Regions from separate parts of the Triticum aestivum genome. Here region 1 is linked to region 2. The links are chromatin contacts, called in public Hi-C maps. All regions are on one chromosome and are shown on one strand. The core of a region is the stretch at or near the end of the contact, and the rest is flanking DNA. Distances in the headings are between cores, read along the strand shown.

The links. Hi-C and Micro-C count contacts between places; a contact is called where the count stands out from the background.
Region 1: a contact with region 2 is called in a Hi-C map of leaf, with 5 times the contacts expected there. The contact joins the promoter of LOC123136937 here to the promoter of LOC123134089 in region 2. A contact is called at or near these places in 3 of 5 Hi-C or Micro-C datasets (leaf and an unstated tissue).

The regions. Positions count from the first base shown.
Region 1 is chr6B:282,893,653-282,897,870 of IWGSC CS RefSeq v2.1, reverse strand. LOC123136937 reads right to left here and starts at 1,832. Exons shown (of 10, transcript XM_044556453.1): 1 at 1,490-1,832; 2 at 1,295-1,378; 3 at 964-1,090; 4 at 736-864; 5 at 510-625. The coding sequence starts at 1,059.
Region 2 is chr6B:282,469,272-282,473,676 of IWGSC CS RefSeq v2.1, reverse strand. LOC123134089 (cyanidin 3-O-rutinoside 5-O-glucosyltransferase-like) reads left to right here and starts at 1,744. Exons shown (of 1, transcript XM_044553432.1): 1 at 1,744-3,487. The coding sequence starts at 2,002. The coding sequence ends at 3,438.

The DNA.
Region 1 (4,218 bases), core at 583-3,082, 420 kb before region 2:
ATGAAATCAATATTATCAGATGCACCATGAAATGTATTTTCATACTATATAGTTTTAATATTGTAGATGTTCATATTTTTTTATATAAATTTGGTCAAACTTTGTGTAGATTTTGACCAAATCTTATATGCGGAGTAAAAAGAAACGGATGGAGTACTAAGAAGCATCGTCCCTAGGATCTGATATATCATCCAGAAATAATTCTGGTATGCAACTATCTAACTGAGGCGCAATGGTATCCAGTATTCAGAGTCATGGCACCTACATACTAGCCAGGTCCTTATAAAGGATAGTTCGCAAAAAAAGGTCACTTATAAAGGATTCAAATTGAGTCAAAACAACAACATAACTACATAAGCAACGATAAAATTAGTTGTTTGCATCACGTTTGCAGATTCCTGGAATAGCAGTGAAACAACAAAGTAGTGTACATGCCATATGAGCTGGTTGAACGACACAGCAAAGTAAGTAAATTAACACTAACATCATGGGAGGTAAAATTAACTCACATTGCCTTGCACGCCCCGGGAACATGGTACTTGAAATGCATCTTGGCCAGCCAACATCTCGCGTGAGTATTCATATTGTCGATCTCTAGAGCCAGCTCAAAGTTCTCCTTCGCGCCCTTCGACACCGGGAAAGAATCGCACAACAAAAAGTTAGAACCCCAACAACAGGTCACAACAGAGTGGTTCCAAATGGGGGAAGAGAGGGAACGCGAATCCAGAGCTGTACCCTGAGAAGTGGGATTAGCCGCTTGTCGTTGCGGTCGGCGAAGTCGATGACGCGATCGACCTCCTGTAGGGCGCTCCAACCCTTGGCCACCAACTCCATTGCCTTCTTGTTACGGTCGTGAATCCATCTCTGCAACCACAAAGAAGTTTATTCACCGCCTGGCAACATACTAGAGCATGAAATCAAATAGATACGAAGATGTGCAAGTCTCATCCGCGCCACACTCACCTGGTGATTCAGTGTCGAGGCCAGCTGGGAGACACGGCCGGACTGGGAAGAGGAAGCGGCGGCTGCAGCGACCCGCCGCGCTGATGCGGCGATCATGGCGGGGTGGCGCCCTTCTCCGTGAGCCCGGCTGCAGAGGGGATTACAGGGTGGTCCGCCCCCCAAAAAAATTATAAGCAATATAGCATGTGAACATTCTAACTAATTACCAATATCACAAAGAAATAGATCAATATGGTCTTACAAACACACTAAAATTCTCAATTAAATCTTAGTTTTGCATAAAGAAGCCTACATATTACATACTACATGGAACATAGTAGATAGTGCATACCTTGAGAAATTCAAAAAGACTATGTTTCTGGCCTACGTTTTTGCATTGCCGTGAAGATATCAATTATATCATCTTCATTCACCTCTGAGAAAGCATCCCTCTCAATGTATGTGACTAGGCCGAAATGATGTGCAAAATTATGTATTGATAGTGCAAAAATGAAACCCTAAATCAGAAATTAGGGTATTTCGGTACCTTCAATTCCGGAGGCTGGTGTGGTGACTGAGCGGCAGTGGCTGCCGCCAAACTTGCAGGGCGAGGGCAGGGGCGCCAGGCTTCCGGCCGGCGGCAGGGGCGCGGCCGCGCGCAGGGAGGGGCGTGGGCAGGGAGGCGCGGCTGGACCAGAGGGCCGGCCGGCCGGGCGGGAAGGAGAGGCGCGGGCGCCGGGAGGCTGGGATCCGGGCTCCAGCAGGCTACAGGCGGTGAGGTCGCGTCGCGAGGAACGGCGACGGCGAGGCGGCTGGGCGTCGAGGTCGAGCAGTGGCGCAGTGCTGTGCGAGGGCGTCGCCGTGTCGGGAGGAAGGGCTCTGCTCGATGTGGACTGGGCCGCGAGGATTATTTCTCGCATTCAGCAGCGCCCACTCGTCGGGCAGCAGCTCTAAAGAAACGCTTCAAAAACTTGTTCGACATTTTCATAGTTATTAAAAAAATTCAAATGCTTGATCAACTTTCTTAATACTTATTCAACATTTTCAAATACTTGTTAAACATTTTTCATATACTCGTTCAACATTTTCTAATACATATTCAACATTTTTGAAATACTTGTTCCACATTTTTAATACTTATTCAACATTTTCAAATACTTGTTCAGCATTTACCAAATTCTTGCTCAACATTTTTTAATACTTGTTCAACATATTTCATATACTCGTTCATTATTTTTTAATACCTATTCAAAAATTTTAAAATACTTGTTCAATATTTTTAATACTTATTTAACATTTTTCAAATACTTACTCAATATTTTACAAATTCTTGTTCAACATTTTCAATACTTATTCTACATTTTATCAAATTTGTTTTTGAAGAGTGTTTTTTGTAATATATATATATATATATATATATATATGTATATATATATATATATATATATATATTTAAAGTATATCAAAAAGAAGAAGAAAAACAAAAACAAAACAGAGAAACACGCTGGTGTTGCCCGCGCGGGTGGGCCAGCCCAGACGCTCGCACGCTTCAGCGAGTCAGACGCCTCGACTCGTTGAACGCGAGGAATAGCGATGCCCGGACTGGGCGTGGTTGTGTGTGTCAACCAGTATGTATATTGGGCCGGGTTTTTTTTATGGCCCGGTTAGAGATCTATATGTATAATAGGCTGACCCAAAATCCGGCCCACCCTGGCGACCCTGTAGCCCCACCCCAGTTGTGCAGTGGTGGATCTAGGAATTTAAAACAGGGTAGTCTACCTACAAAAAAAATGATAGCAAATATGACATGTGGACATTCTAATGATTAAACAACATCACATAGATATAAATCAATATGATCTAGAAACACACTAATATTCTCAGTTAAGTCTTAGTTTTGCATTAAAAAAGCCTACATGGTACATACCAATTCTTCAACAATTCTAAATACATTTTAACATCCCCTGTATTAGTACCAATCATAGCTGAACAACAGAAAATCAATCAACCAATATAATGTTTGAATCTGAAATTGGCAAAATTAGGGACCGTGGAAATTTGGGATTACCGCACATGTGTACTATGTTTAATTGTGGGACGGTGGGAGGGCTGGTTGGCAGTCGATGGCTGCAGGCTACTGCTATAGTGCAAGGTAGGGTGCACGTATCACGTGGGCAGGCTTGCACACCACCCACCGCCGAATAGGACTAGTCTACGGACTAGGCGGCTGGGTGCGGTGAGTGCACGGGCGCAACAGTTGCATGTGGGGAAGGACGCGTCAAGGCAGGGAATCAAGCGGCAGGCAGCGACGGCGAGTGGCCTGCGAGGAATGGACCACGGAGGTAGGCGGGATGCGGCTGGCAGCGAGTTCAGATCTAGAGATCCGAAGAGGGAGCAGAGAGGAATAACGGACTGCGCCACTGGGGCGAGTCCTTTCGCACCAGGAACACGCAGCTTGCTAGGCTTCTTTGTTTCCCTGCAGCCAATCTCCTCCTCTATGTTTTCTCGCGGCGCCGCCGCGCCGAATCCTATATAGACAGGCTGACCAAAACACGACGCACCTTGTAGATCCGTCCTTCACTAAAGGGCTTGCTCCGCAATATCACACTGGTTGAGCGCTAGTGCTATGTCTCGCATTAAGTGAGACAAATGGTTCTCTCACTGAAGCGTGTGAAGTAACCGGGCCGGCCCATTAGCACATACAATGAATAGAAAAATTAGGAAGAAAAATGGGCTTCTTCGTTTCCCTCCAGCCCACTCCTCCTCTATGTTTTCCATGGCGCCGCAGCGCTGACGAGTATATAGATAGGCTGGCAAAAACACGGCCCACCCTGTAGATATGTCCTTCGCTAAACGGCTAGTTCCGTAAAATCACTGGTTGAGCGCGAGCGCTATGTCTCGCATTAAGCGAGACAGATGGTTCTCTTGCTGGAGCGTTTGGAGTAATCGGCTAGCCCATTAGCACATACAAAGAATAGAAAAACAAGGAAGAAAATGGGGCAAGCGCACAGGAATTCGACCCCTAGTCGCTTCGACAACATTTATTGTGTATGTCAACAACATTTTTTAATACACGTTTAACATTTTTCTAATACAAATTAAACATTTTTATACACATTTTAAATATTTTTCAAATGCTTGATTAACATTTTTAAATACAGGATTAACATTTATTGGTACAATGTAAATATATTTTTATATTTTTTAACATTTCTAAATGTTTGATTAATAGTTTTCAGAAAAAAGATCATTTTTATAAGACACGATCAACAATTA
Region 2 (4,405 bases), core at 495-2,994:
TCATTAGTGCGGTTACTCGCTGCGCGCTGTAGGTTCGCATCTTTTCGGTTTTCTTCATTTTTTATTTGGTTATTTCACCACTTTTTGTCTTCGTTTTACTTTGGTTTTCTTTGTTTTGTCATTGGGGTTTTTCCCTTTATTTGACATAATTTGTTTTTCTTTGTTTCTTTTTTTTCTTTTCTTTGAACTTTTTGCTTTTTCTTTTGATTCTTTGTCAGTTTTTTTTAATCAATACATTTCTTTTTTTTTCACTATAGACAATGTACATTTTTAGAGCACATTTGATATTTTTTTCTGATACACACTGGGCATTTTTCAAATATCATGTACACTTTTTTTTAATACATGGTTTGAACACATCTAAAAAAACACGATATTATTTTTAAAATACACGTTTTCATTTTTATAATGGAAATAAACATTTTTTAGCTACACATTTTTTACATTTTGTAATTAATTTTAAAAAATTCATTAACTTTTTTTGGAAATATGTGATTATTACTTTAAAATATCATGCACATTTTAGTGGAAATAAACATTAACCTACGGGATCATGTTTCTAAATGCCACAAGCATTATTTTGAATGCTGAAATATTTCCATAAAATTCCATTACAATTTTTAATGGCACAAAACACATTTTTATTATGCAATCATTTTTTAATTGTATACACATTTTTTAATTTTTTATACATTATTTTGAAACACGGAAACATTTTTGTCATTGTCATGAACTTTTTCATGAAAGTCATCCACATTTTTCAAAAAAATCTAACTAATATTTTTTACTATGTTTACATTTTGTCACATAGATATTTTAATTTAATTAAGTAAAAATATGCCTGTGAAATATATAATATTTGATATACGAATAAAGGTTACAAAAAAGTAATTTTTTACTGGAGCGGCCCATCATCGATTGTCGGCCAGGCTAGGGTTTGCCTTGCAGTAAGCGGCACACAGAGGCGCCCACTTGCAACTGCTAGCTGGATTCCTAGCACCCGTCCTTCGCTTTCGGTTGGAACGAAATCGCACTCACTGGCGGAGTGAAAAGTTAGAGTAGGGAGTACTCCTAAAAAAGACAAGAAACAAGACAGAAAAATCACTGGCAAAATGAAACAAAATCATGTCCAGCAGACCAGCACCCTTCTTATTTTGACCTCTAGCGACCTCGTCACGAGAAAAACAAGATGGTCTTTGTTCAAGCCGGAAAATGCACGATTTAGGTCCCATTTGGTGGCCCTCCGCTCCGCGCCTCCGCTCCCGGAGCGGACGGAGCCGCGGTTAGAAATTTCAGAGATGGCGAAACGGTGCTCCCAGCTTCGCGTATTTTGAGGAGTTGATGGATTGTCGAACGGGCCCTTAGGCTGATCATAGTGGGGAGTAACTTATACTAGTGTCATGCATATGACACTAGTCTAAGTTACTACCTTTTTAGTGCAAAATAACATAGTAGTAGTGTCATAGAGGACTTCATTTATTAGCTTGTAGACTCATATTGTATTGGGAAGCGCTATGTTATAGTAACATATTATGTTAACACTTCTCATCATTAACTAAATGCCGCATAAGCAAATTTTATTGAGGTGGGCTATGTCACTAGCTAAGTTACTCACACTGTGACTTGACTAGCCTTAGATGCTACGAATTTCCAAGTAACCACGGCGCGTCTCGTGTGGCTCGCGGCTAATATATGTAGCATTCCCGGAGCAGGTGAAGCATACCTATCCCATCCAACATTCCTACGGCAACGAGTCAATCATCGCAGCCGCAAGCCATGACATCACCACAATTACAATTTACACCGTGCTGTAGCTCGCCGTACTTATCCTATAGAGTACAGCATCTGTCGCGAGAGAATTTCCATCGTGAGACGGCCGCCTCGCGCCAAACCAAGCCAAGCCTCACTCTATTACAAACTCCAGCGGCGCTGCGTGCTTCGAGCAGCCAGCGGGTGGCATAGGTTGACGAGGAGAAAGTCCACGGCCATCCATCGTCCTCCATGGCGCCGCAGCACTTCCTGGTCGTCGCGTTCCCGGGCCAGGGCCACATCAACCCGGCGCGCGCTCTGGCGGAGCGCCTCGCGCGGGCCGCACCGGGCGCGCGGGTCACGCTCTCGGCTGCCGTGTCCGCGCACCGTCGCATGTTCCCCTCGCTCGCGTCCCCCGACGAAGAGGTCCACGACGGTGCTATCTCCTACATCCCCTACTCGGACGGCTACGACCACGGCTTCAGCCTCTTGGCTGGCGACGGGGACGAAGTGCAGAGATACGCGGAGGTGTTCGGCCGCGTAGGCCGCGAGACCTTCTCGGCGGTGCTGGACCGCCTCGCGGCGCGGGGCCGGCCCGTCACGTGCGTCCTGTACGCCATGCTCATGTGGTGGGCCGCCGAGGTCGCCCGTGAGCGCGGCGTGCCCCGGGCGCTCTACTGGATCCAGCCGGCCACGATGCTGGCCGTGTACTATCACTACTTCCATGGGTACGAGAGGCTCGTGACGGAGCATGCTGCCGAGCCGGGGTTCACGGTGTCTATGCCGGGCCTCCCGCCGATGGCGATCCGTGACCTCCCGAGCTTCTTCACCAACCTTACGGACGGCAGGATAGTCGCGGCGTTCGGGGACATCCGCAGGACGTTCCACCAGCTGGACCTGGACGTCGACAGTAGCAGCAGCACTGAAGGAAGGCAAGCCATGGTGCTAGTGAACACCGTGGAAGAATTAGAGGCCGGTGCTCTCACATCTGTCCCTGAGTTGGACGTGTTCCCCGTCGGGCCAGCCGTGGTGTCGCTCTTCACCGAGGGCGGCGGCGGCACTGCCACCGCAGTAGGAGATCTCTTTGAACACGACGAGAAAGGCTACATGGAGTGGCTGGACACACAGCCAGCACGGTCGGTGGTGTACGTGTCGTTCGGGAGCATGTCGGCGGTGAGCAAGCGACAGAAGGACGAGCTGAAGCGAGGCCTCGCCGCGAGCGGCCGCCCGTACCTGTGGGTGGTGCGAAAGAACAACAGAGACGATGGCTTCGACGACGTCGGCGACATGCGGGGCATGGTGGTTGGGTGGTGCGACCAGGTGCAGGTGCTGTCGCATCCGGCCGTCGGGTGCTTCGTGACACACTGCGGCTGGAACTCGACGCTGGAGAGCGTGGCGTGCGGCGCGTCGGTGGTCGCCGTGCCGCAGTGGTCCGACCAGGACACGAACGCGCGCCTGGTCGTCCAGTGGGGCATCGGCGTGCGCGCCGCGACCGACGCTGATAGGGTTCTGGAAGCGGATGAGCTGGCGAGGTGCATGGAGATCATCATGGGTGACACGGAGGAGGGCGCAGCCATACGGGCGAGCTCGGCGGCGTGGAAGGCGAAGTTGCAGGAAGCGATCGCAGACGGCGGCTCATCCGGACATAATCTGGGGACTTTCCTGGACCAATTTGCGAATGATGCTTAGAAGCATTTATTTATGTACTACGTCCTCGGTTCTTATACAAATGTGCATTTCTTTTCAGAAGTTCAGATTTCTAAAATCTAACCAGTTTATTAAGAAAATATATACTCGGTTTGTTGCATTTTTCTTTGCTACGGTCTTCGACTTGTGTCTTTTGGCTAATAGCCAGGTTGCCTTGCTACTCTGTTTGCCCATAGTTTCTGCTAGTCTGGCTAAGTTGGTCATTAAAGCACTCCTCAATGCCTTGCCAACAGGTTTGACACCGAAAGCTGGCCCACACACTGTTCGAGATCGGAGGCAGGTAAAGTTAAAGCGCGACAAAAGTACAACTATTTTAGGACCAAACTCGTCTTTAGCATCCAAAATAAACTATAGTAGTTAACGCTTAATCTTTTTATAGCACTTCCTCGACATTCCGAGGTCGCGCTACTACTCATATCTATTCTATTATCTATTCAGAAGGCAGTCCTGCTAGGTTAGCCGGGCGCACTCCATCGCGACGTCGAAGTAATTCTCCGGTGTTACCCAGTTTCTGTCGGGACCCAAGGGGCCGGCCTCCGCAATAGGGCGGATGAGCGCGGGGTAGTGGGCTTGGAGCATTGCCCATGCTTGGCGCACTCTTTCCCGGGCAGCAAACACCTTCTAGGTGTCAATCCAGAGAGGTGTCCCTTGGAGGCGGGCGACGAGGTTGAAGAGATTGCTCGGGGTGGCCTCCTATAGCCAAAGCTGTTGGAAGATGCCCTCGATCGCCAGCCTGACAAGCATGTGAACTTCCCGAACTGCTTGAACTTGTTTCTAAGAATCACAGGGCGGGAGACATCCTCGAACTGCAGCCGAAAGGTCCCGATCCTGCCCATGCTCCGGATCATAGCTTCCATTTTTAAATTTGTAGACACATGCATCACTTTGGGGCAGGGTTGGAGAAGCTCTCTGAAGAATGCCAAGCTTGTGTCAGCCCGCCATAACCTTG